Linked DNA regions of Arabidopsis thaliana: region 1 is linked to region 2. A link is a contact called in public targeted proximity ligation data. All regions are on one chromosome and are shown on one strand. The core of a region is the stretch at or near the end of the contact, and the rest is flanking DNA. Distances in the headings are between cores, read along the strand shown. Region 1 holds the start of IAGLU (indole-3-acetate beta-D-glucosyltransferase). Region 2 holds the start of ATB' GAMMA (Protein phosphatase 2A regulatory B subunit family protein).

Region 1 (5,034 bases), core at 955-3,454, 62 kb after region 2:
TTTGATGATACTAGATCTTCTATTTCAATCTCAGAGCCTGGTTCACAAACTGGTAAGTTCAAACCAAGATTTTCTTGTGGCGGGTTTTGGAACAACACCTTTATTTACGGTTTGTTTGTTATCTTCGTTTTCAGCGAGAACTCGGGTTGATGGAAAAGAGTTCTTTCGACAAGTCAGGAGCCGATTATCTTACGAGCAATTTGGTGCATTTCTTGGAAATGTGAAGGATCTTAACGCCCACAAGCAAACAAGAGAAGTAAGGAGAATCCTCTCTCAATCATCTTTACCCTCTTTCGATTCAAAACTTGGATTCTGATTCGACCTGCAATGTCTTTTCTTCTTTGTTTTCTAGGAAACACTTAGGAAAGCTGAAGAGATATTTGGAGGCGATAACAGAGATCTCTACGTCATATTCGAGGGCTTGATCACACGCAACGCTCACTAAGAGTTTGGCTTCTTCAGTTACACAAAGAACTTATATACTCGGAAACTCAGGATTCATCAGTCTGCAACATTCAATTTCTTTTGTTTCCTTGGCTGTCAAGTAAGACCAAGTAAAACTGACAATTTGATTGTATCATTTGTGCTCTCTCGTGTATCTATCTATCTCTCTCTTCTTGAATAAATTACATTTCATCATCTTCAAAACTAACCAATCAACATCCAAAATACTGTCTACTGTATTGTGTAAACATTGAAACAGAGCAAGGAAGAACAGAAAAGCGGAGTGTTGTTATAATTTCTGATACCAAAATCACATGTGCTCATCGACAAAAGCTTTGAGATGATTAAAGGAAGAGCCTCCTTCTCTCACAGCCTCCGCCGCTAAATCCTTCCACCTCGTGGCATTTCCTCTAAACTCCTCCGCCTTGTCTTCCATAACTTCCTCAATGCACCGCCGTATCTCCTCACTATCCACCACCACAACTCCTTCTTCTTCCTTCTTCTCCATCACTCTTACACCTGTTTTCCAACAATCTTCTAAAAGCTTCGCGTTCATCATCTGATCATTCCATTGCGGAAACGCCACCACCGGAACTCCTGAAACCAAGCTCTCCAGCGTAGAGTTCCACCCGCAATGCGTCACGAAACAACCTATCGATCTATGATTCAAAACCCTAAACTGATCACACCATGAAACCACCATTCCTATCTCATCGAGCTCTTCTCTGAAACTACTTATGCAATCTTCTTCCTTCTCTTGCTCATCTTCTTTATTTCTGTACGACTTATCCGTAATCACCCACAAGAATGGTCTCCGACTTTGTATCAACGCTTTACAAAGCTCCACAAGCTGTTTCTTGCTCAACACGGCAAGCGTCCCGAACGAAACATAAAGCACAGACGAATCCGCTTTAGTATCCAACCACTCTATGTATTCACCGCGACTCGAAAAATCCGTTCTCAACGTTAGTAACGGACCGACAGGGACAATCTTGAAATTATCTGGAACCGAGCTCATGGCTTCTGGCTCAAGCTCTTGGAAAGTGTTGATGAGGATCTTAGGGTTTATTTCTTCCTTCAGTGAATCAATCTGTTCTCGAAACGCGGGTAGAAGAAACGCGTAGACATTGGAAGAGACAATGAAAGAAGGAATATCACGGACAGTAAGCAGTGGCAGAGAAGGTAATTTAATAGAACTAGAGGGGGTATTAGCCATCTCTGAGATTGCATCTTCGTAGCCATTGAAGTAATGGTAAAAAATGGAGAAGACTGTTACTGGTTGGACCCAAAGAAGAGCAGAAGGAAGATGAAACTCACGCGCTAGCTCAGCGACCCAAGTGAGGAGAATCGTGTAAACCACGCAAGTAAAAGGCCTGTTTTGTTTCCGGTTATCTTCGATTAGTTCGGTTAGTGTCTCTTTGCCACGTCGTCTCATCTCAGACATGAAGTTTCCAGTGGCGTCTTGACGAGATTTGTCGGAGTAAGCAGAGGATTTGAAACCGTCGTCGTGGCCATCGGAGTAGGTAGCGAAGATTAGGGTTTCGGGGACGTTTTCTGTAGAGAACATGCGGCGGTTGTAGGCAGAGATTGAGGCGGCGAAGGTGACTCGAGCACCAGAGATTGTTCCGGCGAGGCGTTTGGCTAGCTCGAGAGATGGGTTGATGTGACCTTGGGCTGGAAATGTTACGAATAGAAAGTGTGGACCGGTGGGAGAGTTGGAATTGTTGTTGGCCATTTGTTTAATTATTGGTTGGTGTTGTTGTTACTAATGAAAGACAATAACACAAAAGTTTGGTTTTATAGAGAGTTTATACTGACAGACAAAATCTGATCTCAGTGAAAATAGGAAAGTAATAATATTAAACAAAGACAGAAACAGAGCAAACCCCACTAACTAAACATTGAACAACGCAATTTTGTGACGTTAGTGATGACGAAAAATCTATATGGATTCAGTGGATACGAGCACACGACCATTTGGCCTACCATACTTTTTTTGTTTTTTTTGAAGAAATCGATGCATGATATACACAAGTTTATCAGATGTGTATATAAGTGATAGTGATATTTAACGAATATATGTGTAAGTGATAAATAACGAACGAGAACATTCAACTATAAAGCCTTTTATCAGTAAAAAGAAAAGAAAAAGAACTTTCAACGTACGTGAAAAAGTAGAATTGTTTGACATTAATTTGAACGCATTAATGCAAAAGATAAAGACCGAATTGACTGAGACAGTCTTAAAAGCGGCGTTCATCGTGTTATTCATTCACCAAAGTCTACTGGTTTATATTTGTCTAGTCAAATCCAAAGTCTTAGAAAAATATGCTGAATTGTAGCTAGCTTGTAGGGATTGCACCATGTCAAACAACTTTCTTTGCTATATATGTTTTATCAAAAAAACTATCACTTATGTATATTTTGGGTTTGAAATTGAGCTATATCGATAATATCAGTACAAACTCTACCTAGTATAAAGATAAGATACGAATGGTATAGAGCCGTGCTTACTCTGTAATGAAAAGGGCAAATGCCCTAAGCCACATCTTATAGCCTAATTTTAGGATGCCACATTTTTAAGAAAATGTTAGTGTTGTTGGCAAAATTACCTCACTAACAGTCATTTTTCCAAAGATATCCAGCTACAATTCCACTAAAACTTTATTCATTTTTTTTTTTAATCACATGGGCTTTTGACATAAATCGGAAATATTTTTGTGTATATTTATGTTTCTATGGTAGTATTTTACTTATTCTCTACTAATGTTTGAAAAGTATTTAGTAATTTCTAGTTGTCCAATGGAAGTTTTAAAAAACAACAATAAAATAATAATCAAAATTAAATATTTTATACATATGAGTTTTTAGTTAATTTAAAAAGAGGCTATGTTTGTTAAATTTTTGCCGTAGGCCTCTTAATCATTGGCACGACACTAAGTTATTAGATTAATGATTAAAGGTGAAGTTTTTATGTTTTATAATATTCAAGAAGTTTGACTTCAATATTTACTCATGGAGAATTAATTTGATTTCATATGGATGAAGTAATTGATATCTCAATTAAAAAAAAATAATATCTTTTGATAGTGACGACATGTCATGCAAAAAGATTAAAGAATTATCCCAAAACTTGAAAGATAAACTTTCGATTTTTGTCCAAACAAGATCGGATAAAAAAAATTCTTAAAAAAGAAAGATATCGACTATGACAAGAAAACCTGATCGTCACGTATCTAGCCATTTTGTGCATCATCAGATCCATTATGTAATTAATCAATAAGAGGACTGCACAGTCGGCCCTAAAAAAATGTTATGAGTTAAACATTTCAAAACATGCTTGCAAATAAACTGTGATAGCAACATTTTATTAATTAGTTCGATAAAACAAGTGAATTTGGGTTCATATATAATTATGGTTCCATTATTTCCTTTTTAATCTCATTCTAACACAAATATACAGATATGTTTACACAAAGTTAGAACACAATAAGATTTTCTGTCTTAGACAGAAAGCTTGATAACAAATTATAAGAAACTAAAGACATTCATGTTATAAGAGTCTTGTGAGTTCTAGACAAAAAGGTTCAAGGTTTACAAAATAAAAAGTAGAACCTTTGAGAAAGACAGTAATTTCTCACGTTTTTTCGGAAAGTTCAGTCATCACTATCAACACACACATGAGTATACATGATATCTTTACAAAATAATTAGTTTCTTTATCTTGAACTTTGATGTAAATTGCAAATGATTCGAGATAAAATGAATTCTTGCCTAATTATCTTCGTGAGTTTAGAGAAATTTGTGATCAATTGAGCTCCATAGGTCCTACAGGCCCGACTTAACACATGTGTTAGGAGTGCTAGACGATATGGTCCAAAAAAAAATCTTTATTTAATTCATACAAAAAGTTCTACTTTTTTGAAAAACAAATAGCTACTAATTATGATTATATGTTTCTCATTTTTACATCCCTCGTTGTATAGCAGAAGCACAACATGCTGATTATTCTGGTACAAGTTAATAAAGCAAAGTTGTGTTGAAAAAAAAAAAAAAAACTACTTATATTTAAAAAATTAAAAATATTCTTAGTTATCTAAAAAAACAGAACCACTAATCAAGAAATATACCTTAAAATTCTAAATTTGGTTTAAAAAATAAATATGGAAATATCCAAGTTTCTTAAAAGTAACATTTCTATAATTAGAAACCACACTTCTTTAATAATAATCATAGGCCAATATTTTTTTTCCAATAACCCTTAATTTTTTTGGGTCCGCTCTAGCACCGGGTCTTGCCAATATTTGAGCCGAACCTCTTTCCAGAACACAACTTCTACTCGTAATTTTCATTATTCTTTCCATTGTGAAGATACAAATTTGTTGTGTTGGAAGATGTCAATGTGAACGGATATAATGGTAGGTTAATGAGAATGTTTTTTTATGGTAGTGTTCTAGAATCAGTAGAGAAGTCATATGAAGTAGATGATGATATACATGGTGAGATGAAGGGAAAACAGTTACCTTTTGGAATAGGGTTGAACCTCTCCAAAAAGTGAAGTTGATCACTGATAATACAAGGAAATGATAA
Region 2 (5,042 bases), core at 1,569-4,068:
ATTTTAGTAAGCCAAAAACTTTCCATCAGTAATTGCTAATTGGATCAACTAAATGCCATCACACAAAGAAACTATTGCTGAAATTGAATATTGATATTATCAAATTTTGGTATATCTCCAACAACCATAGTCCTCAACAAACATAGAGTAAGTCTAGTTCCTAAATTTTCAATATCTAGCTGTTTTTTTCTTTTCAATATCCAACTTAGTAAACACATTGTTCAGAAACACGCCAAAAAAAAAAATCAACACATCTCAAACCATCATTATCCAGAAGGGTACAGTAAATCCAGTTCCTAGTTTTCGATTTCTAACTTCAAAAATGCTCTCTTTCTACATACACTTTTTTACAAGTCTCTATCACAGAATCGGAACATGTGGATAGAGCAATGGTTAGTAGACTCTTTTCCCCGACCACTCTTTGACGTTCCTCGATAAATCCGAACCTAATGATCAATGAACACGACGAGTCATTTATACAAAGGCAACAACAAAATGTGGTTTCTTCTCAGTTTGCTTCCTTGAAAATTTAGCTGTTATATACTAAAAGGCCTTTTGTAAGGCTAAAAGGCCAAGCCTTTGGGCCCATTAACATCACCGTTTATTCGAAACGTATGTTGTTAAGACTTGAGAGAAGTTTGACGGTGAAAAAAGGAAAATATTTACATATATATAGTAAAATTAAAATAGTAGAAAGAAAAAAATCAGAAAGCTACGAAAGAAAAAAAAAACAATCTAGCAACAGAAGAAGCTTCGAGAAGACGATGGCGACGGAGACGAACGAGAATCTGATAAACTCCTTCATCGAGATCACTTCTTCATCAAGAGAAGAAGCTAATTTCTTCCTCGAAAGTCACACTTGGAATCTAGACGCTGCCGTTTCAACTTTCCTCGATAACGATGCCGCCGCAGCCGCCGAACCAAACCCTACCGGGCCACCACCACCTTCTTCTACTATTGCCGGTGCACAATCTCCTTCTCAATCTCACTCTCCCGATTACACTCCGTCTGAAACCTCTCCCTCTCCTTCCCGATCACGATCTGCTTCTCCGTCTTCTCGCGCTGCTCCCTACGGTCTCCGATCGAGAGGCGGTGCTGGAGAGAATAAAGAAACTGAGAATCCGTCGGGAATTCGGAGTTCTAGGAGTCGTCAACACGCTGGGAATATCCGTACATTCGCCGATCTGAACCGTTCTCCGGCTGATGGCGAGGGCAGTGATTCGGATGAAGCTAATGAGTATTATACCGGTGGACAAAAGAGGTACAATTTTCAACAGATCTGATCATAGTTTGGAAAATACTTAGATGATAATACTGTTGAGAAAGTGAATTAGGGCAACATGATCATGAACTTGAGCAATGTGCGTAGATCAATGATAGTTTAGGGATTGACCATATCTTGTGTATGTAGCTGAATTGTCTTTCTTGAAATTCTTATATAGCTGGAGAAAGTGTATGTTTGTGTCGCTAATAGAGTTTTGTTTTTGGATTGTGTAATGTGTTGTAGTGGGATGATGGTACAAGATCCTAAGAAAGTGAAAGATGTTGATGAACTTTTTGACCAAGCTAGGCAGTCAGCTGTAGACAGACCTGTTGAACCATCAAGATCAGCTTCTACAAGCTTCACTGGAGCTGCGCGTTTGTTGTCTGGTGAAGCTGTTTCGTCTTCTCCTCAGCAACAACAGCAAGAGCAGCCTCAAAGGATTATGCACACCATCACTTTCTGGTTGAATGGTTTCACTGTTAATGATGGTCCGTTAAGAGGGTTCAGTGACCCTGAAAACGCAGCCTTTATGAATGTAATGTCCAGATTTTCTCTAATTAGTAACTACAATTCCATGGAAATCAAGCTTGATACTTGTCTTTACTCACTTGGATAGTCTTTGAATCCCTAATATATATGTTGTCTTTTGCAGAGCATCTCAAGGTCAGAGTGCCCCAGCGAACTCGAACCAGCAGATAAGAAGATCCCTGTTCATGTCGATCTGGTCAGGCGTGGAGAAAATTTCACCGTAAGTCTCATTCCCATCTATCAATAATAATCTCGTTAACCTATTCTCTGGAGAAGCCACTCATAGGATTCTTTTAACGTCTGTATCTTTTGACTCACAGGAACCACCAAAGCCTAAAAATCCATTCCAAGGTGTAGGAAGAACCCTAGGAGCCAGCGGATCTGGTTCAAGTTCAGCACCACAAGCTTCATCTGCCCCAATGAACGTAGCACCAGCACCATCAAGAGGGCTAGTTGTAGATCCAGCAGCACCGACAACCTCTATCCAGCTCAGATTAGCAGACGGAACACGCCTTGTCTCCAGGTTCAACAACCACCACACTGTCAGAGATGTACGTGGGTTTATCGACGCTTCTAGACCCGGTGGCTCCAAAGAGTACCAGTTGCTAACCATGGGGTTCCCTCCTAAACAATTGACAGAATTGGACCAAACCATCGAGCAAGCTGGTATAGCTAATGCCGTCGTCATCCAGAAATTCTAGACTTACATAACTCATCCCTTCGATTTATGTCTCTCTTTTTTTTTTTTTGCTTTTGTGTTTTTGAACCTGATCGTTGACTTTAGTCTCTAACTATCTGGTCAACGCTCTAGAGGCTTTGGATTTTCGTAGATTTATCAAACTCTTTTCTTCAGATTTATTAATAACTTTAGCAGTTTAGCTTTTGCATAATTTATTTATTTCTTCAATCGACTAGCTACTACCATATCTTTTAGAAAGAATAATCGAAAAAATATTATCCAATGAGCAAATTACTTATATCCTTGGACTCGTGAATTGACGAATTGACCAGCTTCTGCATAAATTCCACACACATACGCTCTCCTAATATCAGGGACATAATGGTAATTAACGTACCTGCCCATCTGTCATTTTCCTTGTTCTCTTCAAAACCTTTTTTTTGGAAAATTAATTTTATTTTTTTGTAAACAGTTCTATAATGTCTGTTATTCGGAATCCAAAGAAAGCCAGAGATATTGAGATTTACAGTGAAAATCTACAGAGGAAGAGATAGCGAAGGACAATTATTAATTTATTTTCCTATTTTAGTTTTCATTACAACCTTAATCTTCGTGTTGTGTGTTCTGTAACTTCCCAGATTTTTTTTTTCTCTTTGCTGGGCTTCGTTGCCTTTTCCCCTTTTTTTCTCTTTCCTCTGCTCTCGATTCAGTTTAGGGCGAGAAAAAGTAGCTGTTTTTACAGGGTTTATCACAAAGATCCTTCCTTTTTTACTTGAAGCTCGCCATTTTCTTAGGGTTTCTCTTGATTTCATTCATCTCCAGTGCCCAGATCTCTCTCTCTACTCATCTGCCATTTGTAAGCTCCTCTTCTTCCTCCTCTCTCCAAAGTTTACATTTTGTTGTTTTCTCTGGATCTTCTTAAGCTAATCTTTGATTCTGTTTATGAGATTGTGTTTCCGATTATGAATTTAGGCTTTGTCTACATGCAGGGCTGTGTTCAATGATTAGGGTTTTGATTTAGAACCAAAGCTTTTGGGTTTTACTGGTTTAGTTTAGGCTTGTTGCGAAGTAGAGAAAAAAAGGGAAGGGTTTTGGCCCTTTTGTGGGGAGATAATTTAGGGTTTCTGTAATTATGATCAAACAGATATTTGGGAAATTGCCCAGAAAACCTTCAAAATCTTCGCATAATGACTCGAATCCAAACGGAGAAGGTGGGGTTAATTCATATTACATTCCCAATTCGGGTATTAGTAGTATCTCGAAGCCTTCTTCGAAATCATCCGCATCGAATTCGAATGGAGCAAATGGAACTGTTATTGCTCCTTCTTCAACGAGCTCTAACAGAACCAATCAAGTCAATGGAGTTTATGAAGCATTGCCAAGCTTTAGAGATGTTCCTACCTCGGAGAAACCTAATCTGTTTATCAAGAAGTTGAGTATGTGTTGCGTTGTGTTCGACTTCAATGATCCGTCGAAGAATCTGAGAGAGAAAGAGATAAAGAGACAGACTTTGCTTGAGCTTGTTGATTATATTGCAACGGTTTCTACAAAGTTGAGTGATGCTGCAATGCAAGAGATTGCGAAAGTGGCTGTTGTTAATCTTTTCAGGACGTTTCCTTCTGCGAATCACGAGAGTAAGATTCTCGAAACGCTTGATGTGGATGATGAGGAACCTGCTTTAGAGCCGGCTTGGCCTCATCTTCAAGTTGTCTATGAGCTTCTTCTTAGATTTGTGGCCTCGCCTATGACTGATGCAAAGCTTGCAAAGAGATATATTGACCATTCATTTGTCTTGAAGCTCTTGGATTTGTTTGACTCTGAAGACCAGAGAGAGAGGGAATATCTAAAGACCATTCTTCATCGGATATACGGGAAATTCATGGTGCACCGACCCTTTATCAGAAAGGCGATCAACAATATCTTCTACAGATTCATTTTTGAAACCGAAAAGCATAACGGTATTGCAGAGTTGCTTGAGATACTAGGAAGTATAATCAACGGTTTCGCTTTACCGTTAAAAGAAGAGCATAAGCTCTTCCTAATCCGGGCATTGATTCCACTCCACAGACCTAAATGTGCATCTGCTTATCATCAACAGCTTTCTTATTGCATTGTTCAGTTTGTAGAGAAAGACTTCAAGCTTGCTGATACGGTCATTAGAGGACTTCTAAAGTATTGGCCTGTGACTAATAGTTCAAAGGAAGTTATGTTTCTTGGAGAGTTGGAAGAAGTTTTGGAAGCAACTCAAGCAGCTGAGTTTCAGCGATGTATGGTTCCTTTATTTCGTCAAATCGCTAGATGCCTCAACAGTTCACATTTTCAGGTGCGACTCTCGATAAGTTGTTCATATAGTCTCGCAATTTTGCAGGTTATATTCAAAGTTGCTTCTTTTGTCAGGTGGCTGAAAGGGCTCTATTTCTATGGAACAACGATCACATAAGAAACCTGATTACTCAAAACCATAAAGTGATAATGCCCATTGTGTTCCCGGCTATGGAGAGAAACACACGGGGGCATTGGAACCAAGCAGTTCAGAGTCTGACTTTGAATGTGAGAAAGGTAATGGCAGAG

What was found.
Region 1: a contact with region 2 is called in a targeted proximity ligation map of shoot, with 11 read pairs. A contact is called at or near these places in 2 of 26 Hi-C or Micro-C datasets (root and seedling), 1 of 2 datasets of targeted methods (shoot) and 2 of 3 other capture datasets (seedling and shoot).

The regions. Positions count from the first base shown.
Region 1 is chr4:8,877,123-8,882,156 of TAIR10.1, forward strand. It overlaps IAGLU (indole-3-acetate beta-D-glucosyltransferase), which reads right to left and starts at 2,205. Exons shown (of 1, transcript NM_117646.3): 1 at 468-2,205. The coding sequence starts at 2,179. The coding sequence ends at 755. It overlaps AT4G15545 (PH-response transcription factor), which reads left to right. Exons shown (of 8, transcript NM_117645.3): 6 at 1-52; 7 at 135-256; 8 at 353-677. The coding sequence ends at 445.
Region 2 is chr4:8,814,104-8,819,145 of TAIR10.1, forward strand. ATB' GAMMA (Protein phosphatase 2A regulatory B subunit family protein) reads left to right here and starts at 2,819. Exons shown (of 4, transcript NM_001341040.1): 1 at 2,819-2,855; 2 at 2,944-3,327; 3 at 3,461-4,794; 4 at 4,869-5,042. The coding sequence starts at 3,604. It overlaps PUX5 (serine/threonine protein phosphatase 2A 55 kDa regulatory subunit B prime gamma), which reads left to right and starts at 633. Exons shown (of 4, transcript NM_117629.4): 1 at 633-1,261; 2 at 1,508-1,799; 3 at 1,917-2,012; 4 at 2,113-2,712. The coding sequence starts at 765. The coding sequence ends at 2,493.